Linked DNA regions of Sus scrofa: all the other regions are linked to region 3. A link is a contact called in public Hi-C and HiChIP or PLAC-seq data. All regions are on one chromosome and are shown on one strand. The core of a region is the stretch at or near the end of the contact, and the rest is flanking DNA. Distances in the headings are between cores, read along the strand shown. Region 1 holds the start of COL4A3BP (collagen type IV alpha-3-binding protein). Region 2 overlaps POC5 (centrosomal protein POC5). Region 3 holds the start of ANKDD1B (ankyrin repeat and death domain-containing protein 1B).

Evidence for each region. Hi-C and Micro-C count contacts between places; a contact is called where the count stands out from the background. HiChIP or PLAC-seq counts read pairs in DNA pulled down with a chosen protein or histone mark.
Region 1: a contact with region 3 is called in an H3K27ac HiChIP or PLAC-seq map of skeletal muscle. The contact joins the promoter of COL4A3BP here to the promoter of ANKDD1B in region 3. A contact is called at or near these places in 1 of 5 promoter capture datasets (fetal liver), 1 of 47 Hi-C or Micro-C datasets (liver) and 1 of 2 datasets of contacts at active chromatin or transcription factors (skeletal muscle).
Region 2: a contact with region 3 is called in a Hi-C map of liver, with 2.0 times the contacts expected there. The contact joins the enhancer-like site here to the promoter of ANKDD1B in region 3. A contact is called at or near these places in 1 of 5 promoter capture datasets (liver) and 6 of 47 Hi-C or Micro-C datasets (embryonic fibroblasts, fetal liver and liver).

The regions. Positions count from the first base shown.
Region 1 is chr2:84,536,594-84,539,293 of Sscrofa11.1, reverse strand. COL4A3BP (collagen type IV alpha-3-binding protein) reads left to right here and starts at 1,276. Exons shown (of 20, transcript XM_021084454.1): 1 at 1,276-1,376; 2 at 1,609-2,020. The coding sequence starts at 1,291.
Region 2 is chr2:84,690,132-84,692,832 of Sscrofa11.1, reverse strand. It overlaps POC5 (centrosomal protein POC5), which reads left to right. Exons shown (of 13, transcript XM_005661493.3): 13 at 2,007-2,701. The coding sequence ends at 2,150. Among named protein-coding and RNA genes, the nearest start is that of POC5, 39 kb to the left of the region's middle. Within about 2 kb of position 1,367, at least 4 of the 83 cell types and tissues checked have an H3K27ac peak or open chromatin away from gene starts, as enhancers often do. A contact at or near this core is called in fetal liver and liver, where this site is marked.
Region 3 is chr2:84,619,696-84,622,395 of Sscrofa11.1, reverse strand. It overlaps ANKDD1B (ankyrin repeat and death domain-containing protein 1B), which reads right to left and starts at 1,300. Exons shown (of 14, transcript XM_013994918.2): 1 at 728-1,300. The coding sequence starts at 1,049.

The DNA.
Region 1 (2,700 bases), core at 27-2,526, 83 kb after region 3:
TTCATCTGAATGGCTTTCAATTGTACACTGTCACTTGATTCCAGAATGGAAAAATGATTTGTAACTGATTTACAACAGATTCAGCATCTGTAGGTGTCAGTTTAGGAAAATGAAACATAGCATTGGTACTTCTCAGAGGCACTTTTCCATCATTCTGTTTTTCCTGAAGATCCCAGTTAAGTTGAACTCTATGGCTACCAGAACTCTTTGTGGTCTCTATGCCTTTTTCCCTGCACTCAAAATTTCACCTCTATCTGCTGTCACCTGCAGTGAGCAGATATTCTTTCTCAGGTTTAATAAGGAATATTACTGTTGGCAATTACTAGGAAATTGACAAGATGGAAAAGTAGCACACGAGCTGAAATAATTTAAGCCACAAAGTTAAAGATGTCTCCATAAAAGTCATCCTTTTAAAGTATGCAGGAAAAAAAAAAAAAACTAAACAAGATCTGTTAGCTCTTCTATTGGGCTTTCTACTAAGTCAGTTCTAGTCTTAAGATTAAAGCCAGGCTTCTGTTGTGGAATCCCTTATTCAATAAGATTACTACACTTTGGTTTTTGTTATACAAGAAACTTTCTATTCCAACCTCTCCTATCTTTCAGAGAGGTAGGTCAATACAGATTGATTTTTAACCTGGGTCTCAGGGAGACACATTAACAACTAAGAGAAAACTCCAGGCTCTCATCTTATTTTACTTTAAAAACTCGTCAACGTCATTTATCCTTTGACATCTTCGGAATTACTTTCCACAATACAAACTCTGCAAAATTAGCAATGAGAAGTTCTTGCTCTGGTGAGCAGGGTCTAAGAATTTTTCCTTCGAAAGTGGGAAATGTTCTGCGAAGTTTAATTTCTAATGAGCGAGATGAAGACCTTGGAAATTTGCAGAGGTGGTTTGACGGAAAGAAACGCCGCTGTCATTAGAGAGGTCGCAATCCCCAGGCCCGCGGTTGAGGCGGAAGCGCCGGGTAGACCTCTGCCCGGGCAAGCGGCAAGATGCTTCCGGACCTTCGGGAGGCCGCCAGGGAGGGCAGGCCCGGGCACCCTCAGCAGAGAATTATCTCACGTCCAGGCACGCAAGCCCGGTGGGTTCGTCATAAACACGCTAGACTGAGACACAAGCACGGCCGAGGGGGATCGGTCACGCAACTGTCAAGCGAAGCCCACCCTCCCGTAACCGTCCCCAAGGCGACAAGGTTTCCCGGCGTGGATCACTCACCAGTTGCCTCAGGACCGCGACTACAACTCCCAGGAGGCTGTGCGGTGGACAGAGCAGCGTCCTTCCCAGAATGCAGCACAGCGGCCTCCCCGTCCCTCCTTCTCCTTTCTCCGCTCCTCCTACTTATCTACCCAGCGTCACCCGGGAGGACCAGAGGTAGGTTGCGGGAGGGGACTCCAAGCTTCGGCGTGTCGCGTCAGACGTTGGGAGGGGGACTGGGCGGGGAGCAGGGGGGAGAATGGGAGGACGAAGGGGAGGGGAGAGGGGAGGGGAGAGTAAATAGTGGGCCAGGCAGGAAGATGGCGGCGGTAGCGGAGGTGTGAGAGACCCGGGTCTCTTGCAGCTGGATTTTTCTCTTCCCTCTTCCTACCCTTTTCCTTTCCCTGAGGTTGGCATCCCGAGGGTTGAGTTCGGGTGGCGGCGCCGGGCGCAGCGCAGGGGTCACGGCGACGGCGGCAGCGGCTGACGGCTGGAAGGGCAGGCTTCCTTCGCCGCTTGTCCTCCTTCCCCGGTCCGCTCGGTGTCAGGCGCGGCGGCTGCGGCGGCGCGGCGGGCGGACTTCATCCCTTCTCCAGCTCCCTCCTGCACCGGAGCGGGCACTCTTTCTTTCGATATCCCCTAACCCCTCACCTCGGGGACTGGGCGCCTCCTCTGGCACAGCTCGGGGAGCGGGGGCCGGTCTCCTGCTCCACTGTCGCGCCTCCATGTCGGATAACCAGAGCTGGAACTCCTCGGGCTCGGAGGAGGATCCGGAGACGGAGTCCGGGCCGCCTGTGGAGCGCTGCGGGGTCCTTAGCAAGGTGAGCAACCCGCGGGCCCAGGGCCCTCAGCCTGAACTCACCTGCCGCGAGGCGAGCGGCTGAGGGCATGGGGTGGGGCTGGGCGGGAGGCACGGACAGTCCCGGGGCGGGGGCTGCGGAATGTGTAGGGGTGTGGAGCCGAGTACTGCGGCAGGAGTGCCCGGGCCAGGGTTGGGGTGGGGGTGGGGGTGAGGGCAGAAGGGGACTGTCTTCCTCTCCTGCCCCGGAGCTTGGCGGCCTAGGACCGGGGAAAACGTGTCCCAATCCCGGATCCCGTTTGGGAGCGGGATGCGCACGGTGACTTGGACCCAGGGTGGCAGCTGTCCCGCATATGGGAATTCGGGTTGGGCAACAGCGGTGTCCGAAGGACTGGATACGAGAACGATGCAGATGAGACCTTTTATACGAGGTTAGTCAGGAGATGTCAAGCAGAGTAGGCTTGGGGGGTTTCTGCAGACGCGGCTGTTTAGACGGAAGACGGAACAACTCGGCTTGGTGCTGAAATCTGAGGTGGTAAACCGTGCCAGGTTAAATGTGAGAGATCTCAGTGAGGAGGACTCTTGAACTTTTCCCTTCACCCTTTATCCCAGTTCAGAGAAGAGCTATTGAATCGGCAGGTGATAGAAATATTCATAGTAACTTGAAACATGTCAGGATGGAGACCAACTTTTAGTCCAGGA
Region 2 (2,701 bases), core at 118-2,617, 70 kb before region 3:
ACAAAAATAAACTCAAACATTGAGTTAGTGCATCAATTTTGTTTCTTACTGCCTTTGAGATCGTATACAAATCAAGTAAAATGTTTGAGCCTTTATTTTTTTCTTGTGTAAAATGGGAGCCATAAGAGGACTTAACTCCTGGAGTTTTTGCCAGGATTCAGGATTAAATGAGAGAACGTGAAAATTAAATGGGATGTTAAAGACATTTTGTAAACTGTAAAGCTGTAAGCAAATTTAACAAAAATTACAAGAGAAGGGTACATGGGATATATCTCTTTCTTAAAACTGAATGTGAATCAGCAATTATCTCCACAAGTTTAATTCCTAAAAGTTACAAGAACACATTCCTCCAGAGAAACAAGGATTGACTTTAAAAGAGAATGGCCTCTGTATAAATTCTCAAGTTAAATTAACATTCCTATCTACTTAATATGTCAAAAAGATAAAAGGAATGATTTTAAATCCTTTTCTCAATACTACATTGCTGCTAGATAATTAAGTCCCAAGAGGCTGGATTGATTGTTTCAATTTAGGTCCAGGGTGAGTACAGGGCAGTGGCAGGCTGCGCTGGAGGAGTACCACACTGAAGACAGGGAGGGTGGAGGATTATCTTTGCCTTCATAGGTTGGACTGACTCTGAAAGTCCTTAGATGACTTCGCCACATCTTTCTGAAAAATGTGAGATTCGTTATCAAAAAATCTATTTTTATCAGCACATACAATGTTTGTGAAGAAATGGGGCGTGAGGGGAGAAAGACTGTCCTTCAGCAAGATCAAGAATATATAAAGAGAAATGTGTTTAATTCAGACAACCTGTTGTTTTGTACTGACAGGAATAATTTTTTCCACGGAGTTTCCGTCGTGGCTCAGTGCTTAGGAACCATGAGGTCGAGGGTTTGATCCCTGGCCTCACTCAGTGGGTTAAGGATCCGGCGTTGCCGTGACCTGTGGTGTAGGCCACAGACGCAGCTCAGATCCCTCGTTGCTGTGGCTCTGGCGTAGGCCGGCAGCTACAGCTCCAATTCGACCCCTAGCCTGGGAATCTCCACATGCCGCAGGAGCGGCCCCAGAAAAGGCAAAAAGACCAAAAAAAAAAAAAAAAGCAAAAAGGAATAATTTTTTCCAGAAGAAAAATTTCTGAACTAAAGTATCAGAAATGAGGGTTACGAGTCTTACCTCCCAAACTGCCCTTTGCTTATTTAGCATGTCCAGTAATTGGCCACAAAGTAAACAGCCAAAAATGGCTTCCATTATTATTTCCTTTGGATTGTGTAACAGACACAGTGGCAGTCCCCTGTACTATTTCATTTTTTTCCCAGCAACCTACGATCTAACCTAATGATCAGAAACCCTGTCACTAGTCAACCAGTAATCAGATTTCTGACCCTTGAGCGCCATCTGCTGGCTAATTGCCCGCTCCTGGAGCTACTTATCCTGTGCTGTATTTTGTAGCTCACGCTGCCCCTGGAACCATGCATCTGCTTCTGCAGTTCTCTTGCCCACCATCCCTAGGGACAAACAGCTCTCTTGACAGGGTCAGAATGGGTGGCTATCAACTAAAATTTCATACCAGTTACAAGAATTTCTCCCACCTGTAATGGTTATCCAGTTATTTATGTACAAAGAAACAATTACATAATACTTTCAAGAAAGGACGTTATTTTTCCATTTCTTTAAAGAGGAACACTTAAAGCGAATCTGACATGAGGGTCTTTGTTTCAAGAGGTTTCATTTTTTTTTTAAAGAAAGCCTTCTGAAATATAAATGTTCTGACGTAATATATATAATTTTACTTCAATGATTTTAAAGATGACTTCTCTAAGTGGAGACCTTAATAGGACTCTACATGTACTCATGTTTATGGGGTTAAATTATAGATAATGAAATATTTAATATGGGGTTAAATTATAGATAATGAAATATTTAATATGGGGTTAAATTACAGATAATGAAATATTTAATGTATAATTCTGTGGGGTTATTAAAGCATTTTTTTGCCTTTTCAGCAAACCATTCCTCAAGCTACTGCAGCAAAATATCCCCGGACCATCCACCCTGAAAGTAGTACCTCGGTTTCCAGGTCTCTAGGAACCAGATCAACTCACACGCAATCTCTCACAAGCATTCATTCCATAAAAGTGGTTGACTAAAAAGAATGTTCATATTGAGGTCTTTTAATTCTTCTGGTTTTAACCAAGAATTACAAGTCTTTAGTTTTTAAAATTTCGTATTCTTAGAACACCATGGATGCGTCATGTTCATTTTTTCAAAATGACAAGAGACTTTTTCAAGCTGTACTATCCTTTGTAACTGTATGTAGGGTTATTTTAATTTTATTTTTTATTTAAGCAACTAAGTAAAACTTTCTTAAATTAAAAAAGAAACTGGATTTTTTTTAATAGGCTCAGCCTGTCACTGATTACATCACAGTATATAAATCCTGTTTTTGCAATATTACTGCCAAAAGGCTAAATCAGTTAACTTTGAGAACTTTACTAAAAAAAAAAATTATTAAAACTAACGCAGGAGAGTTCCCATGTGGTGCAGTGGTTCCGACTAGGAACCATGAGGTTGCGGGTTCGGTCCCTGGCCTTGCTCAGTGGGTTAAGGATCCTGCGTTGCTGTGGCTCTGGTGTAGACCAGTGGCTACAGCTCCGATTAGACCCCTAGCCTGGGAACCTCCATATGCCTCGGGAGTGGC
Region 3 (2,700 bases), core at 51-2,550:
CAAACCCAAGTAGTCTCCATGAGGATTTGGGTTGGATCTCTGGCCTCTCTCAGTGGATTAAGGGTCTGGCCTTGTCATGAGCTGTGGGGTAGGTCATAGACACCGCTGGGATCCGGCACTGCTGTGGCTGTGACTCGGCCCCCTACTGCAGCTCCACTTCAGCCCCTAGCCTAGGAATTCCCATACACCGTGGGTATGGCAAGAAAGGAAAGAAAGGAAAGAAAGGAAAGTAAGGAAGAAAGAAAGAAAGAAAGAAAGAAAGAAAGAGAGGAAGGAAGAAAGAAAGAAAGAAAGAAAAGAAGGAAGGAAGGAAGGAAGGAAGGAAGAAAGAAAGAAAGAAAGAAAGAAAGAAAGAAAGAAAAGAACTTAAGTACAGAAAGATTAAGTGACTTATTTAAAGTCACACAATAAATCAGTGCCTGAGTCAGGCTACAGGAGATAATAGCACATAAAACTCTTTCCTTATGTGTAAAAGGCCTTACTCATTTCTTTAAAAGTTATCTTCCTTAATTTAAAAGAGTAACACCTTCTTTCCACCCACAGGGTAGGAGTAACCTGAAATAAAACGACCTGAGAAACGTGAGCCAACCCTGGATGGGGGTGGATCCCAAAGCTGGAAACCAGCCCACAGAGGGCGCAGGGCTGAGGAAGAACTTGGGGTCCCTTCCCCGCACCTGCTGGACCAGCTGCCCCCGCTGGCCTCTCCAGACCTCGTCCCCGGACTCACGGAACTCGTGTCTGGCCGCCGCCTCCTCCTCCCTCGGCCCGTCTTGCTTTGGAATCTGCACCAGGCCCCGCAGGTCCTCCCGCAGCCCTTCGGCGGCCGCGGCCGCGCCGAGCAGCAGCCCCCTCGCCGCCGCCCTGCGCCGCGGGGCGCGCCGACCGGGCTCCATGTCCACCCCGAGGCCGCAGCGCAGGGCGCCGCTCAGACCCGGGCTAGAGGCGGACGGGCAGGCCCCGCTCTCCGCTGCGGGCACTTCTGCGGGCGGCTCCCGTCCGGGCTTCGGCCCTACCGGGCCTTCAGGTGTGGCGCCGGGCTGTGGTTGCATTCACCTGAGATAAAATGTCCTGCGGAAACTCCCAGCGCACACTTAAGCCGTTCTTGGTACAGTTTGGAGAAAGGTCGAGGTTGGCTTTATAACCACACTCTTGGAACTTCTTATAGAATCATTTCTAAATGAGCTTCCAGAATTTTCTTTTGAAGAGACTAAGAGTTAGTTGCTTCTCTGAGGATGGGAAACCTTGCTATTTCTTTTTTTTTTTTTTTCTTTCGTCTTTTTTTGTTGTTGTTGTTGCTATTTCTTGGGCCGCTCCCGCGGCATATGGAGGTTCCCAGGCCAGGGGTTGAGTCGGAGCTGTAGCCACCTGCCTACGCCAGAGCCACAGCAACGCGGGATCCGAGCCGCGTCTACAACCTACACCACAGCTCACGGCAACGCCGGATCACTAACCCACTGAGCAAGGGCAGGGACCGAACCCGCAACCTCATGGTTCCTAGTCGGATTCGTTAACCACTGCGCCACGACGGGAACTATTTCGTTTTAATGCAGTGGTAACCTACTGAACTCCCCATCTTGGGTAGTATTTCCTTCATAGTGGCTTATAAAATACATGAATGAACTATAGCAGTCCATTCTGGGCACTCCTGTGCCTAGCTAAAATTAAAAAAATATAGGAGAAAAGCAGAATATTGAAGGACAACCAGAGTCTCTCCCCTGAGTCTCTAGCACCTAAGCACAGTGTGTTGGCTGGATTACAGAAAATAAAACAAAATAAAATGATGGCACATCTCATATCTGTGGAAGGGTTCACAGGTTAAAATTAGAAGTTTAGCCTAATCCAGGAAGAAAACAAAATTGAGCCCTCGACCAGATTTGACCCCAGAACTGACCTGCCTTTTTGATACACACACACACACACACACACAGATGGGCGATGTTAGGGAAATATTGTCTATAAATATGCACAAAATGGTTTAGAGAGGGGAAAGAAACTGATGAAAGCTGAGACATGAGTTGGAAGGCTAGAGATTAGGCAGCTGATGAGGATTTGACAGGAGTAGAAAGAAGAGGATGTTTTCAAGAGGCCCTGCAAGGATAGATAATTCAGTAACAGATATGGGTTTGGCAGAGGTTGTGTGTGTGTGTATGTATATCTGTGCACACACACATAATGTATGTATATCTGTGCATATGTATATGTAGGTATGCATGAGATTGAAATCATAACAAATTTAACAGAGCGAGATTAGAAGGAGAAGGTGAAAACTATTTGTCTCAATTATCTTCTGTCTCCCTGAGCCTTCTGTACACAGGAACAGTTAGAAAATAAATGACCTCATACTTGTAAGAGGAACAGTTCAATATTATGGTTTGCTTTCTAAATGGAATCATGTTTTCAATACTCACTGTGATATCATTTGCGTTTTTCTTGAACAACTGTTAATCCACTTGTGTATGACCAAGCAAAAGTAATTATCCCTTAATAATACAACAGAAAAAACCCAGTTTTTGTTCCAGGGGAATAAACACCACCTCTCTGAAACATTCACTAAAATCCTACCAGCACCAAGTATGCTCAGATATATTACTGCTTTTCGAAATGGAACATTACTTAAAAAAAAAAAAAAATCAGAACCAGGTATCATTTTCAAAATGGAATATTTCCTCAAAAGGCAACTTTTTCTTAGCCCTAGGTTGA